Linked DNA regions of Astyanax mexicanus: region 2 is linked to region 1. Evidence: chromatin contacts called from public Hi-C data. All regions are on one chromosome and are shown on one strand. Each heading gives the region's core, a stretch centred on a gene start, on an enhancer-like site or on the middle of the called end of the contact. The rest is flanking DNA. Distances are from core to core; before and after follow the strand shown. Region 1 overlaps zswim8 (zinc finger, SWIM-type containing 8). Region 2 overlaps ndst2a (N-deacetylase/N-sulfotransferase (heparan glucosaminyl) 2a).

Evidence for each region. A called contact is a pair of places that touch in the nucleus more often than the background predicts.
Region 2: a contact with region 1 is called in a Hi-C map of muscle, with 15 times the contacts expected there. The contact joins two enhancer-like sites. A contact is called at or near these places in 2 of 3 Hi-C or Micro-C datasets (both in muscle).

Annotation. Positions count from the first base shown.
Region 1 is chr7:41,952,900-41,959,838 of AstMex3_surface, forward strand. zswim8 (zinc finger, SWIM-type containing 8) reads left to right here. Exons shown (of 27, transcript XM_022684605.2): 24 at 1-154; 25 at 491-610; 26 at 1,134-1,312; 27 at 3,943-5,567. The coding sequence ends at 4,146. Among protein-coding and RNA genes, the nearest start is that of ndst2a, 6.4 kb to the right of the region's middle. Within about 2 kb of position 4,027, the one cell type or tissue checked has an H3K27ac peak away from gene starts, as active enhancers do.
Region 2 is chr7:42,098,775-42,105,713 of AstMex3_surface, forward strand. The region is part of intron 5 of ndst2a (N-deacetylase/N-sulfotransferase (heparan glucosaminyl) 2a); the gene reads left to right. Among protein-coding and RNA genes, the nearest start is that of si:dkey-174i8.1, 24 kb to the right of the region's middle. Within about 2 kb of position 3,192, the one cell type or tissue checked has an H3K27ac peak away from gene starts, as active enhancers do.

The DNA of each region.
Region 1 (6,939 bases), core at 2,777-5,276:
TCCACGATCCAGGCTATTCAGGCAGCTTCTATTCCGGGCCTTTCCACTCAGCCAGCCTCATTGGTCAGCACGCCGTTCCCTTTGGAAGATGAGCAGCATAGTCAGCCAATCAGCCAGCAAGGGCTGCACTACCTTCATTCAGCCTACAGAGTTGGTAAGGAAGTCTGATTGTTAATCACCCCTAGCCCTTAAGGCATAACCCACATGTCGTTATGCTACTCTTTGGCCCCATTAGAGTCAATCTGATGCAGAATTACTTGCTGAATATTAAAAGAGGTGATTTGTGGGTTGACTGAGTCTATGTTGTAGCAGTGACACTGGCATTTAACCTGAGAAATATTACATTTTTGTATGGCATCTGTTTATTATCATCTTGTTTAGCATATTATATAGGGCCGCATTACTCTTATTTATTATATTAGACGTTTATTGGTCTTAAGCACAGGAGTTAATGGCGGTTTCTGGTTTAATGGTTTCTGCTCTAATGCAGGCATGCTGGCTCTGGAGATGCTGGGCAGGAGGGCTCACAACGATCATCCCAATAACTTCTCCCGTAGCCCACCATACACAGAGGATGTCAAATGGCTGCTCGGCCTCGCAGCCCGACTTGGTAAATTATTTTCATCTGTGGCGCACAGCTTTCACACCCCTAAAAAACTGCGTAGCTCAAGTGGCTTGCATTTCTCTTTCTCTAGTGAAAGTGGCAGAAGAAGATATAAAATATGTATCAGAATAATGTAGTGCCTGAGGCTTGAGGTGGGGAGGATACAGAATCATGCAGTGGGAGATAGAAACCGCTTCTTACACAGTTATTGATAGCAATGAGGACGAGGATGTGCTACCACTTAACAGAGATAAATAGAGATCCATTATTTTCCTAGTGTACATCAATCAGGTTCGCTGTGAATTCGCAAATAAAAGTGAGTTGATGCAAATATCATCAAAGTGTTCTGTTTCAGTGCATGACTAAACTACCAAAACATCTGTTCCTTCAGGAAAGAAAAGATGTAAGGTTCTCATTTAGGCTTTTAAAATTCCACACAGTGCTGCTGCATAATGTTTCATCACTCACTAAGCCTCATTTTACTTTCTCTGATAGCATTCTTTCTCTTGCTCTCTTCCTGTGTGTCTAGGTGTAAATTACGTGTACCAGTTCTGTGTGGGGGCTGCTAAAGGTGTGCTGAGTCCGTTCGTCCTGCAGGAGATCATTATGGAGGCTCTGCAGAGGCTAAATCCTGCACACATACATGCTCACCTCCGCACTCCCGCTTTCCACCAGCTTGTGCAGCGCTGCCAGCAGGCCTATCTACAGGTATGTGCACTACCCCATGAGCTTTCATTGCTCTTTTAGTATAAATACTGATTTAATGTTTGGCAGACTTCATTGAATTTTTATGTGAAAGAACTGAATTTTTAATCTAATCCCGTACTTTGAATTCCAACTTGCATTTCCATTGCCTTCCAGAGTTCTTGTTTAATTGTTGTCCAAATCCAGTGTGAAGGGGTTTTAGACATGTTGTGTAGCAGTTATGATAAAACATGCTGTTGTCTCAGTGGGCTCCAGGCCTGCCTCTGGAGACCTACCTTCCTACATGTTTAAGCTATGAATTAACTATGGAAATGTTTTGCTACAAGAGCTGGGTTAGAGTGCACTGTGATTAGATGCACATCTTGGATGGATCTTTATGGTAAATAGAAAGGGTTTCTAATGGAAGTGATTTTACTTATTTAAAAAAAACAGGTCTATAAACTCAGAGCTGCTTGTAAACATTTGAGGCATGCTATTGTTAAGGAACAAGCACAGGCTCTTAAACATATCTTAGTTAATTAATGGAATCTAACTTTAATGTCGCCTAGCTATTTTAATAAGTGTTTAATTATGTGTAAAGGAGGTCTGCTGCTTGGGTCCATTATTAATCAGTTTGGGCATGATTGGCATTATGGGAAAAGGTAAACAGGGTGTAACACATGCTTATGTGAATTAACTATAATTTTTAATACCTCAGAGCCTCAACTAAGCAGTGTTATTAACCCTGTTTACACCTGATCACATTATATTTGAATAAGCCACGCTACATAAAAAATGCCAGTGTAAACACACTGAATGCACATTTAAAACAGATACAGATCCAACCACTGAGATCACTTCAGGAGCTGGTGTGAGATGCAGTTGAGCCAAAAGTTCAAGCAGTAGAAACACATTTATCTCTCCAATACTCATTAGACTAAAAAAAACTCCTCCCAGTACAACAGAAATGACAGTAATAATTGCAGCTAAACATGCAAATTTGCATACGTTGTCCCACAAAGCAATCTGATTTATTTAAAAATATATTGCCTGCAATTCATGCAATTATACTTTAATACTTATATACTTTAATTATATCTGTAATGAAATGTACAGTATGTGTGTCCTCACAGTGCCTGAATGGTGACCCCTTACTGACAGATTCCCCAAATTCCATGACTTATGTTTTTAAATAATGAGTCCTTGGTGGAACGTTCCTTTAATCTGCAGTTTAATGCCTTTTCAGTGGTGAAGACCAAAGGTGAGAGCATTCATTTATGAAGGATATCGGCACTTCTAAGTCGTGCTTAGTAAAGATTCAGAAAAGAACTTCTGTGACCGCCGGCATGAATAGTGCATGAAAGCAGAGCTAGAGTGTGCTTCCAGGATGGGCTCTGCTGATGAGAGAGTTTCTAACACACACTGACAGTCCACAGCCTGAAAGCTGCTAGAGAACCAGAGAGAGGAAAAACAGTCTCATGTAACATCTCACGCTCTCTGTCTCTTTCACTCTCACTCCCTCTCACTCTTTCAGCTGCTCTCGAAGGAGTGTTTAGAAAGAATTACAAGTTTCTGCAGCATACTGGCAGATACAAACTGTCATTAAACATCAGAGTTGGACATATTGTCAACTACTGAAGCCTCTGCAGATTTACGTCAAACATCTGTTAAGATATCCCTTCAAAGTCAAACTTGTTACCAGCAATAACATTTTTTTTATTTCTCTCATGGTTCTGAAATATGGATATGGATTCAGATATTTGTCAACACCACATTTTGTGTTTGCATTTTTAGAGTATATAATATTATACACAATAAGTACCAGTGCAGATACATTCTAAACAGATACATGATTTATTTTTTAATGAAGTAAAATCTTGCCAAATGAGCAACTTTAGCAGCTTGTACCAATGTTGGCTTTAAGATTCTCTGTAACCTCTGTAAACGTTCACACATGGGTCCTTTTCTGTTTTTTCTGTCTGCATTCCTGATGCTGTCTGATCTGTACCTGGCTAACCTATGGATCTGCAGTGCTGTCAAATCTAGAAAAAGAAAAGCATATACTTTACCTCCAATAAAGTATTCAGACACAGCTGACCTTAGGATAAGCAAGAACCTTTTGGCATCATGTCTGATGCTGTAGTGCAGTGGAAGTGTGTTCTCTGGAATTATGATGCTCTGTTCAGTACTTTTGGGATGAGTTGTCAAAATGACATATATTGGAATATAGCTCTATTTCCATCAGTATTTAACCTTCTCATTGGAAAATTATGTTGGTATAACAAAATGTCTGGTTCAAATCCAGATACTCATACAGATAAAAGAACTGCGTCTGTTATTGCATTTAAATAGTGTGAGAAAATTAAAGTAGTAATTCACAACTCCCGACACTGGTGTTGACTCACCTCTAACGTACTCAAGCATAAATGTACGACTGACTGTCTGTGACTCATTTAACCCATCGCTGATGGGAAAATTTCTGTTCTGTCCGTCCCTATCAGTATTTCTGCATTTTATGCCCTATTTATTTGTTCACTAAATAACCACAGTGAAGTCATTAAGCAGCATCAGGACTTCTGCTGACAAATATCCCACAATTACGTAAAGTCCCTTTAGTCCGTGTCTTATTAGTTGTGTTCTGCTTCTTCTCACAGTATATCCACCACCGGCTGATCCACCTGACCCCGGCGGACTACGATGACTTTGTGAACATCATCCGGAGTGCCCGCGGGGCGTTTTGCCTGACCCCGGTGGGCATGATGCAGTTCAACGACATCTTGCAGAACTTGAAGAGGGGGAAGCAGACCAAGGAGCTGTGGCAGCGGATCTCTTTGGAGATGGCCACGTTTTCGCCCTGAGCGCTCCACGCGCCAGCTGGGACTCTACTACAGCTCTGAGCTCGAGCCCAGCCCAGTCCCAGAGCCTACCTACTGGGTCACGCCCTGCACAAGCCCATCACTGGCAGCACAATCAGTCCTCCTCTTGGCCCTGTGATACTCCAGGATGGTAACCAATGTGCAATCTCGTGGAGTTGCCAAGGCACAGGAGTAATTCAAGTCTGAGGGGTTCCTTCCCTTATTAAGTTGTCGAGTTCATTGTTGTCTGGTTCTTTTTTCTTTGTTGTTTTTTCTTTGTTTGTTTGTTTTTTGCGTGTATGTGTGTGAGAGACAGCGTAACTTATGACTAGTGTTTATCCTCGGAATCTGTCCATTTTTCCCTTTTCACTGAACTATGTTGATGCTCTGTGCTCTCCTTCTCCTCCTCCCCAGAGTTTGTTTAGGTGGTTGTTGACATACGACATTTTTTTTCTTCTTTTATTTTTTAGTTTGTTCTATTGATGTTCGTTTCTTCGTTCAAATTTGAATGAAACCACTAAATGTCAGACTCTCATACTGCAACATTCCTCTGCCTTGGAGGAGTGAGCCTCCACCGGTCATGAAAGATTTCAACTTTGGATATTCACACCGTGTATAAACGAGGGAGAATAAACAGAAAACGTTTGTTAAAAGAATTAAACAGACATTTAATATGAAACAATAATCTGAGTACGGGTGAGGATTCTTCTATGTTTTGTTTATCTTTGTTTTTTGATATTTTGTATAGTATGGTGTGTCTGCAGAGAGCAGTTTGAGGAGTGAGCGAGTGTTAAGTGACTGCTATGTGAGCTCCTATTTCCAGTTAGCTGTTGGCGGCAGGCAGGGACTTAAGCTTTTGGAACACAGAGGTCTGGCTGGACCAGATTTTCTTTTAACTTAAACGAGTCATGTTTTAAAGTTTCAGAGTTTCTGTTATATGTTCACTGCCAGCTAGGGCATCTGTATGCGTTCCTTTACATTTTACAATATTTAAATCTTATGGATGTTTAGGTTTTGTTTTCTGAATATATGTACTTACTACCAGCAAGTATTTGTGCATAACACAGACAAAAGCAGTATTCTTCTTTCAGGTTCACTAAGTGAATCTCTGTCTCTCATTCTCACCCTTATTGCCAAATCCCTGTGTTCCACTCTTAGGTCCAGTGCTAGCTATGGAGCTCACTAGTAGGGAGTGACTGTGTAGAAAATGTACTGTGATATTTTTGTATTCTTCAAAGTGTAGCTTCATTGGGGGGAAAAAGATCTATATATATATATAAAAATAAATATATATGAATATATAAATTGTGCTGATTGCAAGAGGCTGTAATCTAGACTAAAGGAAAAAAAACTAAAAATGGAACAGACAAAAAGCAATATTGAAAATGTAGAGTTTACTTAATAAAGATGACTCAAAACACTAATTTTGTGTTTCTATTATTTATTTTTTTTAAATGCTGTTGTACATTAAGCATTGATTTTGAGCTAGTCATCTCCAGTCCCGAATCCTACTTATTTCCTGCCATCATTGAAGATGACTCAGTATAACAACCAGAAAACGAGAGAGTAGCCCCGGGGCTGGATTTAGCAGAGAGTAAGGTCGTCGTTATAAAAGCAGACCTGGGTAATGGGACCGTTTAAAAAAGAGGGTGAAATCTAGCTTTTGCTGATAAGCATTTAGTAGCAATGTACAGTGACTTATTTGTCTATACAAGGGACTTTCATGCAGCACTGTACACTCAGAACTGGAAGATATAGTAATGAATCATGCATTTGTATTATTAGCAGTAAATAAATAGGTTATATGTTATTGATTTATTATCATTATTAATGTTACAACTACAAATTTTAACTTTTATTATTAGCAATAGTAAATGTGTGAAAGATAAACAACGACCACACAGCTTTGTATCAAACACCAGGGGGCGCAGTAGGGTGAATTTTGAACAACGTCTTTCACTTAGGTCAGTGTGGAGACCCGATCTATCCATGAATGTTTTAGAATGTGTGCATTACCTTTACATAATCTAATAATAATTATTAATCTAATTTAAAATATAATAATTAAATACATCAAAGACGAGATAGATAGATAGATAGATAGATAGATATTATATATTTTATTTATTAATACATTTTTTGTGTGTAGAAGGTGTAGGAAACAGTACTCACCGCTCACTGGCTTCATCTGTAATTTCTCTGAAGAAAAAAACTAACTTTTTAATAGTTACAGTTTTAACTGTGTCTTTTTCTAGTTAGTATGATGAAAGTGCGAATGTGCTGTGTGTGTGTGTAAATGCTGCAGTGGAGATTGCAGTAACACAATTCTGCACTGTAAATCTGACTTGTAAAATCCATTTCCAAAGCTCAGTTTATTTCCATTGCTACTTACCAGCTGTAAGCTGTTAACCAATTAATTCCATAATATTTCCCTTTCTTTTTTAAACAATATATACATTTATTGAGGTGTTTTATTACAATATCCTTTAACAACAATGACAACGACAATATTGAAATGACGTTTTTCAGTTTTTAGTTCATTTGTTTTACTAAAAGACTGTTTACTGTAATTTTTTGTACACTTGATTTTGTACCATTTTCCAGTTATTGACTAGAACTGAAGAGCTCAAATGGCAAGAGGAAAAAATGAGGATGAGGGTGTTCTAAGACTTTTGACCGGTAGTGTGTGTAGGTGATTAGGCAGCAGTAATTGCAGCATAATCCACAAAATAACATTATTATAATGTTAATATATTAAACTGGAAATCACATCTAAGAAGGTTCCTTGTCTAATAA
Region 2 (6,939 bases), core at 1,942-4,441, 150 kb after region 1:
TTTTACATACCTAAGCATGGGTAATTTTCTTAATTAAAAAAAAAAAAAAAAATGGTCGATAATAATGAGCGAATTTCCAGGTTTCTCATGGACACTCCCGGCGTTTGTGAAAGTGTTAAATTCTATTACCTGCTTACCTGATTTAACATCACTAGCCACTGAATTACCAAACCTGAATAATCACTATGAATTATGTAAGACTCCTGTGATGAGAGCTTGGAAATACTATGGCAAGCATAAAAAAACACTATTATATTATTATTTTTGTATGTGTTATGAATTTAAGTGCTGTTGAGGAAAAACACTTGCCTAAAACCTTTGGGCACTACTCTGTATATCCTCCCTTAATCAGTAAACCCCCAAACACTGTCCAGGTATTTAACTGAAGTGTTTTATCCTCTGTGCAGGCCTGTACACTGGCATGTCAAAAGTCATAGGATAGCATTAGGTAAATTAATCATAAAGTATTGCCGTATTTTACGCACTACAAGGGGCACCATATTATAAGGCACACTATCAGTGAACATCTAGTTTCTGGTCTATTTTTATAAATAAGCGACTGTAGTAAGGAACAAGAGTGTCCTTCTAATCAGCAGGTCAACAAACAGTAAACAGTTTTTATATATATATATATATAATTTTATTTCTGATTTTTCCTCATTTTCTCCCAATTTGGCTATCCAATTGTCCCACCCCTTTGTGCGTCCCCATCACCAGTGGCACCTGCGATCCTAGGAGGATGCAGACGAGCACACGCCTCCTCCGACACGTGAAGTTAGTCACGCCTTTTTTTTCGAGCAGCTGCGGATAAATTATTGCCTGAGCTGCTAGCGCGCTCGGAGGAAAGCACATCGGCTAGGCTCCGATTCATCCGCTCACAGACGCCTCACAACCGTGATGGGGAGAGAGCGCCATCTACCCACCCGGAAAAAGCAAGGCCAATTTTGTTCTCTCTGAGAACCAGTAGCTGATTGCAAAGCTGCATGAGCAGGGGTTCGAACCTGCGACCTCCCGCTTATAAAAACTGTAATTCTTTAAAAAAAAAAATCCTTTAAAAGTTAAATGAGCGCTGTATGTTAATCTACACAGATTAACACAGAGTCATGGAACATAAAACTAGTTCCTGTCCTACTAATCTAAACATTCTTGTTTCTGCTGCTGGAAATTATTTTAGGAAATTTTGCAAAGAGTTTTTGTGATATATTTTAAGAGCTTTTCACTTTATATTTTAAGACCTAACCAAAATGTGACTTAGCTTTTTTATAATTAATGAAGGACGATTCCTGATCATTGGACTGAATATCTTAGCAAAATCTATTTTTTCTCATGTTAAGAACCCAGAAAGACAGTAAGACTGAAGAGTTTGAAACTCATGGAATATGACAGGAATTGTCCATTCCATTTCATACTATTTCATAGTGAAGAAAATTGAAAGCAGTTATGAATGAACGTGTCCTCAGAAGTAATTAGTATTTATTAGGGAGATGAAGCGGGTGAGGGAAAACAGTGCTACACCTGTTTTCATGTTTCATGTTCCGTTTCATTAACTGGGATCAATCTAAATTATGTTTGCCCTGCCACCTGCTCTCAGCTTGAAGCTTGTGGGCTGTAATCCAGCGTTTGCCAATCCAGACTTCAGGGACCCCAGATTGTTCATGTTTTTGCTCTGTCTCAGCTTTGGGGTATTTAATAATCCTAACTGCTTGGCACAGTTATATTGGTCAGACTCTATAGACTATATGGACAAAAGTATTGGGACACATGCTTAATCATTTTCTTTTTAAATTAGGGGTATTACAAAGAGTTTATCCTGCTTTTGTTGGAGTAGTTTTCTGTACTCTTCAAGAAAGGCTTTCACTAGTGAGCTCAGTAAGATGCTTCAATAAACATGTAAATATAACATTGATGAGGGTGTGTCATATTTTCACATTTTCACCATATTTTTTGTCAGAGAAAACTCTGACCCACTGTTGGTCAGTTATTTTAATGTGGCTGATCTGTGTTCATAAAATGAGTGTGTCAAATAAACTCAAGCTGCATTTCAATGCTGTGTGCGCGCACCCATGCTTGTGTTGGACCTACCCACTCGTATCAGTGTGTTTATTTATCCTGCAAAGTGCAAGCTCTCCACGCAGAGCAAATAAACAGTGTTATTATCTTTGCTTTCCCGTTGCTTCACAAACAGAATAACTTTGCCCAAGATAGGCTGTCGGCATGTTTGGCTGCAAAGAAATCAGAACTTGAGTTGGAATCTTGTATAAAAATTCATGACCAGTGCACCTCAAGTAATCATCGCCACAGCAGTGGTGCTGTATAGCGGCCACAAACAAGCCTGTCTAATGGAGGCCTAATCGTGTCTGTTCTCACTGCGTGTGCTGCCTCAGCAGTGACTCTTAAGCACTAAAGCTGATTTCCACCCACTCGCTCACACTTCACACATACACTCTGAATGCCAATATGACGCACACACATTGACAGAATGGCTTTTGAAGTCATTATACTCTTCCCTTTCCAAACAAAACTGCTTAATTAATTGTTTTGGTTCCAGCTGGTGCTTTTGTGTGTGTATATAGGACATGCTTAGTGTGAATGCCTTTTTTTAGTCCTCCAGAAGATGGTGTATAATAATACGCAGTGTGTACCGCCTGGCAGCTCATGGGAAGCTCAGCGCCAGTGCGGATTTACTCTGAAATTGCTGAAGTTGACGCTGCAGTCAAAACTTCTTGACGGGTCAGCTGTAGCTGGAGATTTCAGGAGAGCTGGAAGTGTCAGCTGTACTCAGCCCTATAGGGATAAGGGTTAGTTAATCAGAGGAAGGATAATGGTTTCCTCATGTCCATTTCCTAAATTTGATCCCCCAGCACAAGCTGTCACACTTGCCTAAGGGGTGTGTTGTGTAGTCCTCCAGTCTAGCACAGAATTCAAATTTATCATGTTTCTGCACTTTTAGACATCTGGGAAAGACATTTTTCTACAGTTGCAGCTGCCTATCTGTAGCTGTATTTTCTCACTGTGTAAAATGTGATTCTTTAACAGTGACCTGGGACTGGCCAACCCAATTTAAATTTCAATTCCACCGTTAATGAGAAAACTAAACTGAAATCAGTGTGAAGGAAAACATTTACCAGTGTGGTGCTGCTGTTACTCCACAGCCAGACTGTCGAGAGCAGCACAGTCTTGCTTTCCTCCACAACCAGCCTGTGAAAGCCAGCAAGGCCCTGCTCTTCCTGTACACAATCCTGCTTCTCTGTGCTGGCCTGTACTGGTGGCTATAGAGAGCTAAAGCAAAACTGTGGTATCTACAAGTATCTATAAGCTGGCTGGTGAAACATAGCAGGAAAGTGACAGTATCTGAGGCTCACTAGAGGAACAAAACAATCCAGCTTTTCATTTATACAGCTAGCCTGTAGTTGCCAGCACAGTCCTGCTCTTCTTTTATAACCAGCACAGCCTGCTCTTCTTTTATAGCTAGCCTGTAGTTGCCAGCACAGTCCTGCTCTTCTTTTATAACCAGCACAGCCTGCTCTTCTTTTATAGCTAGTCTGTAGATCTGTAGATACCAACACAGTCCTGCTCATCCTTAATAGCTAGTCTGTAGTTGGCAGCACAGTCCTGCTCTTCTTTTATAACCAGCACAGCCTGCTCTTCTTTTGTAGCTAGCCTGGAGATGTCTGCACTGTCCTCCTATTCCTGTAGCCAGTACAGGCATTCTCTTCCTCTATATCCAGCTTGTAGATGCCAGCACAGTCCAGTCAGTTATCCCAAATATTCTATCGTGGCTTATTAAAGTTGGCAGGAATTTAAGCTTATGATGTTCAGGTCCTCATCTATCTAATGTTAGTCATATATGTATATTTGTGTGGTCCTTTAGTGGCCTTATTAACCCATACATATTTGTGTGAGCTGTAAGGAAAGACCTTCAGAGTTTCAATGCATGGAGGTTTTATAAGGAGACTATGAGACATTTTAATGTTTACCACACTCTGCACAGTATAACCCAGTGTACGAATTGAGAAAATTTGATTCTGCTCCAACTCTGTCCAGTGTCTGTAGAGACGGATGGGGTTGCCATGGTGACAGGCTGGGCTCTGACCTCTGGCCCTTGGGTCCACAGGTTCTATTGGCCCTTTCTTTCTTTTTCTCTCTCATACCCTTGCTCACTCCATTCACATTGCACTCTGCCTCGCTCACTCCTGTTGCACTCTGCTTTGTGCCTTTTCTCTCCCTTTCTCTCTCTCTCATTCTCTCACGTGTCAATCTATTACTTGCTTTTTCACTCTCTCGTTTTCTGTTGTCTCTTCTGTATTGTCTCTTTCACAGACTTTCATTCTCTGTTCTGTCTCTTGCTTTCTTTTGCATACTCTTTTGTCTGCAAATCCAAAAGTCATTAATTTCAGGTATGTTTGGTCCAGAATGCAGCAGTTTGCCTGGTTTTCAACCAACCTAAACAGGCACATCTCACCCAACTGCAAATTGAGCACATTGAGCTCCTCACGATTGCCTATAAGGTGGAGATGGAGCAGACTCCCTCCTACTTGCACTTACTCCTAAAGGCTTATGTCACCCCCCAGCCGCAGCTCTCCTCCAGTGAGTGCTTTGCCAAATTTCACTGTTTTCCTCTCTAGTTTCCTGATGATGAAACAAGCTTCCTTCAGCTACCAAAGCAGGAGCTTCCCTTTCTACCTTTAATAAACTCCTAAAGACAGAGCTCTAACAAACAAACCACTTCTAACCTCAAACCCTGCTCCTCCTTCTCCTTTGTTCCTTTATCCCACTATTAACCTTCTGGCCTCTTTCAGGCCCTGCTAAATGTTTTTTTTTTAATTGCTTATGTACCTCTTTATTTGTAAGTGGCTTTGGATAAATGCCTGTGCTAAATGTATTGTAATGTTTATTGTTGTAGGCATGGGGGTTGAATGACTCCCCATTTTGCACGGGACCCTTTTTTCAGTTTACGAACAATTCCAGTTTTGTTTGGGCAAAACCGTTAATTTATGTTTGTTCAAAATATTGCTTAAAACATTTAGGAAGTGTGGGAACATTATATTGCATTTGTGTGCTCGTAGTCTAAATGAAATTTCCTTGTACCTGCAGATAACCTGCTTCATCTCTTAGGGTTTCTCTCTCACCTCTTTCTCTCTCTCTCTCTCCTCTGTTCTCACTTCCTCCTCCTCACCTCACTGTAACTCTATTCTGTACCCTGAGGATTGTGTTGTACCAGATTTTCGAGTAGTTAAGACAATGAGTTTCTGAGGCAGCTAATCATGTCTGTAATAAGCTACATGCCTCAGCTCTTGCTTTTAGCAGTTTAAGAGATTGCGCCTCATTTAATAACTTGGGGATGAATTTATGATTCATTTCTTAGCTCGATCAAATATTTTCACTGCTCTAAATTCTTAATGATCTGCCGGAGCAGCTGGCAAACTTTTATTAAAAGTGTAGGTGTCGGTGTGTCAAAGTCAAAAGTACTTTCAAAACAAATATATTCAGTGCAGCACCACCTTTCTCTCAACCCCACAGAGCGCCCGCTGATCTCGACTAGAACCAAGATTGCCACACAAATTGGGGGATTACACAGACACACTGAGCAAACACACTCAAGGCAGAGCAAACAGCGGATTCGCGCACGCTCAAGGACACCCACCGGTGGCTCTTAAATCAGTGTGTGATGGCATCTCTTATCCTTCCATGCAGCAGTGTCTCTCGCTCTCTGTCTCTCTTTCTGGTGCACAGCACGGAGTGATTTGTGATGCCGTAGTGGCTATCGCTCAGCGTTTGTGTGTGATCTGTGGTGTGGCAGTAGGTATCTCTCCCTGTTGTCTGATTTGTGCCAGCTCGCTGCTGTTATTCATTTATCCTCACATTTCACTCCGGAGATTTGAGGGAGCTAAATGGCAGGGTCGTTTCGCGCTTTAAGCCTCACAGCTCGGGTCGTTTGCACAGCTATGCAACTTATATAAATGTCTCTCTCTCTTTTTTCTTTTTTTTTTCTCTCACCCTTTTTAAAGGGCCTCGCTAAGATCGATGCAAGGCTGTTGCTGTCTTGAGTACACGTTTTCTGACCTGCCGCCTGCAGGCAGAGGAAATATGAATGCAAATGCATATTTTATGTTCTCTTCTCTTCGTCTGTTCATCTGCCCAAAGTGCTGAAATGCCCTTCCCTGATAGGAGCTGTCTTAGCTCCACATTGCCATCTATTGATTGATAGTTTCACTACAGTTATGTAAGGAGATGATGGTAACTCTACTTCAGGAAATGTCTCTACAATAGTTAGGAAACATTTTACAATGACATCCCAGCTTTCATGGAAAAGGAATTAGTTTTGATGTCCAATGATTTTTGCCTTGTCCTGTGGAAGCTAAAGAAAGCAGCACTGACTTGTGGGATATGTGTGTGTGGCTCCTGCACTGAATGTGGATGTGATTGCTGTCAGAGTCGCCTGTCTGTTCACATGGACGATTCTAGCCAGATGCTGTCAGCCACAATCATTGCCACTCACTGTTTTGTCCACTGTAGGGAGAAATCTATGACATATTTTATGACATATTCCTCATACACACACGACACTGTGGATCGAGGAAAGTTAAATGCCCAGACAACTTGAATTGTCACATCCATCTGGCACTCAGGATCAAGCAATGACAAGTCATTCTTTGTAGCTAATCAGTGAACATATACAATTCAGTGTCCAAAAGGCTCATCTCTGCTATGCTAGTGGGACTGGGGGAATGGCGATGGGCTACATCCCACACAGATTTCCGTGATTCACTAAACAGTAAAAAAAGTAATACTGTCTGAAATGGCAAGAGCTGTCAGTGCTTAAACTAAGCATGTTTCCTTAATATCTGTTGATACATCCTGATCATGTTGTTAATAGTCCTTTAATGTAAAGTAATGAAAGTAAATTAAAGTATTAATCACATTTTTTCTTCTTTTTTT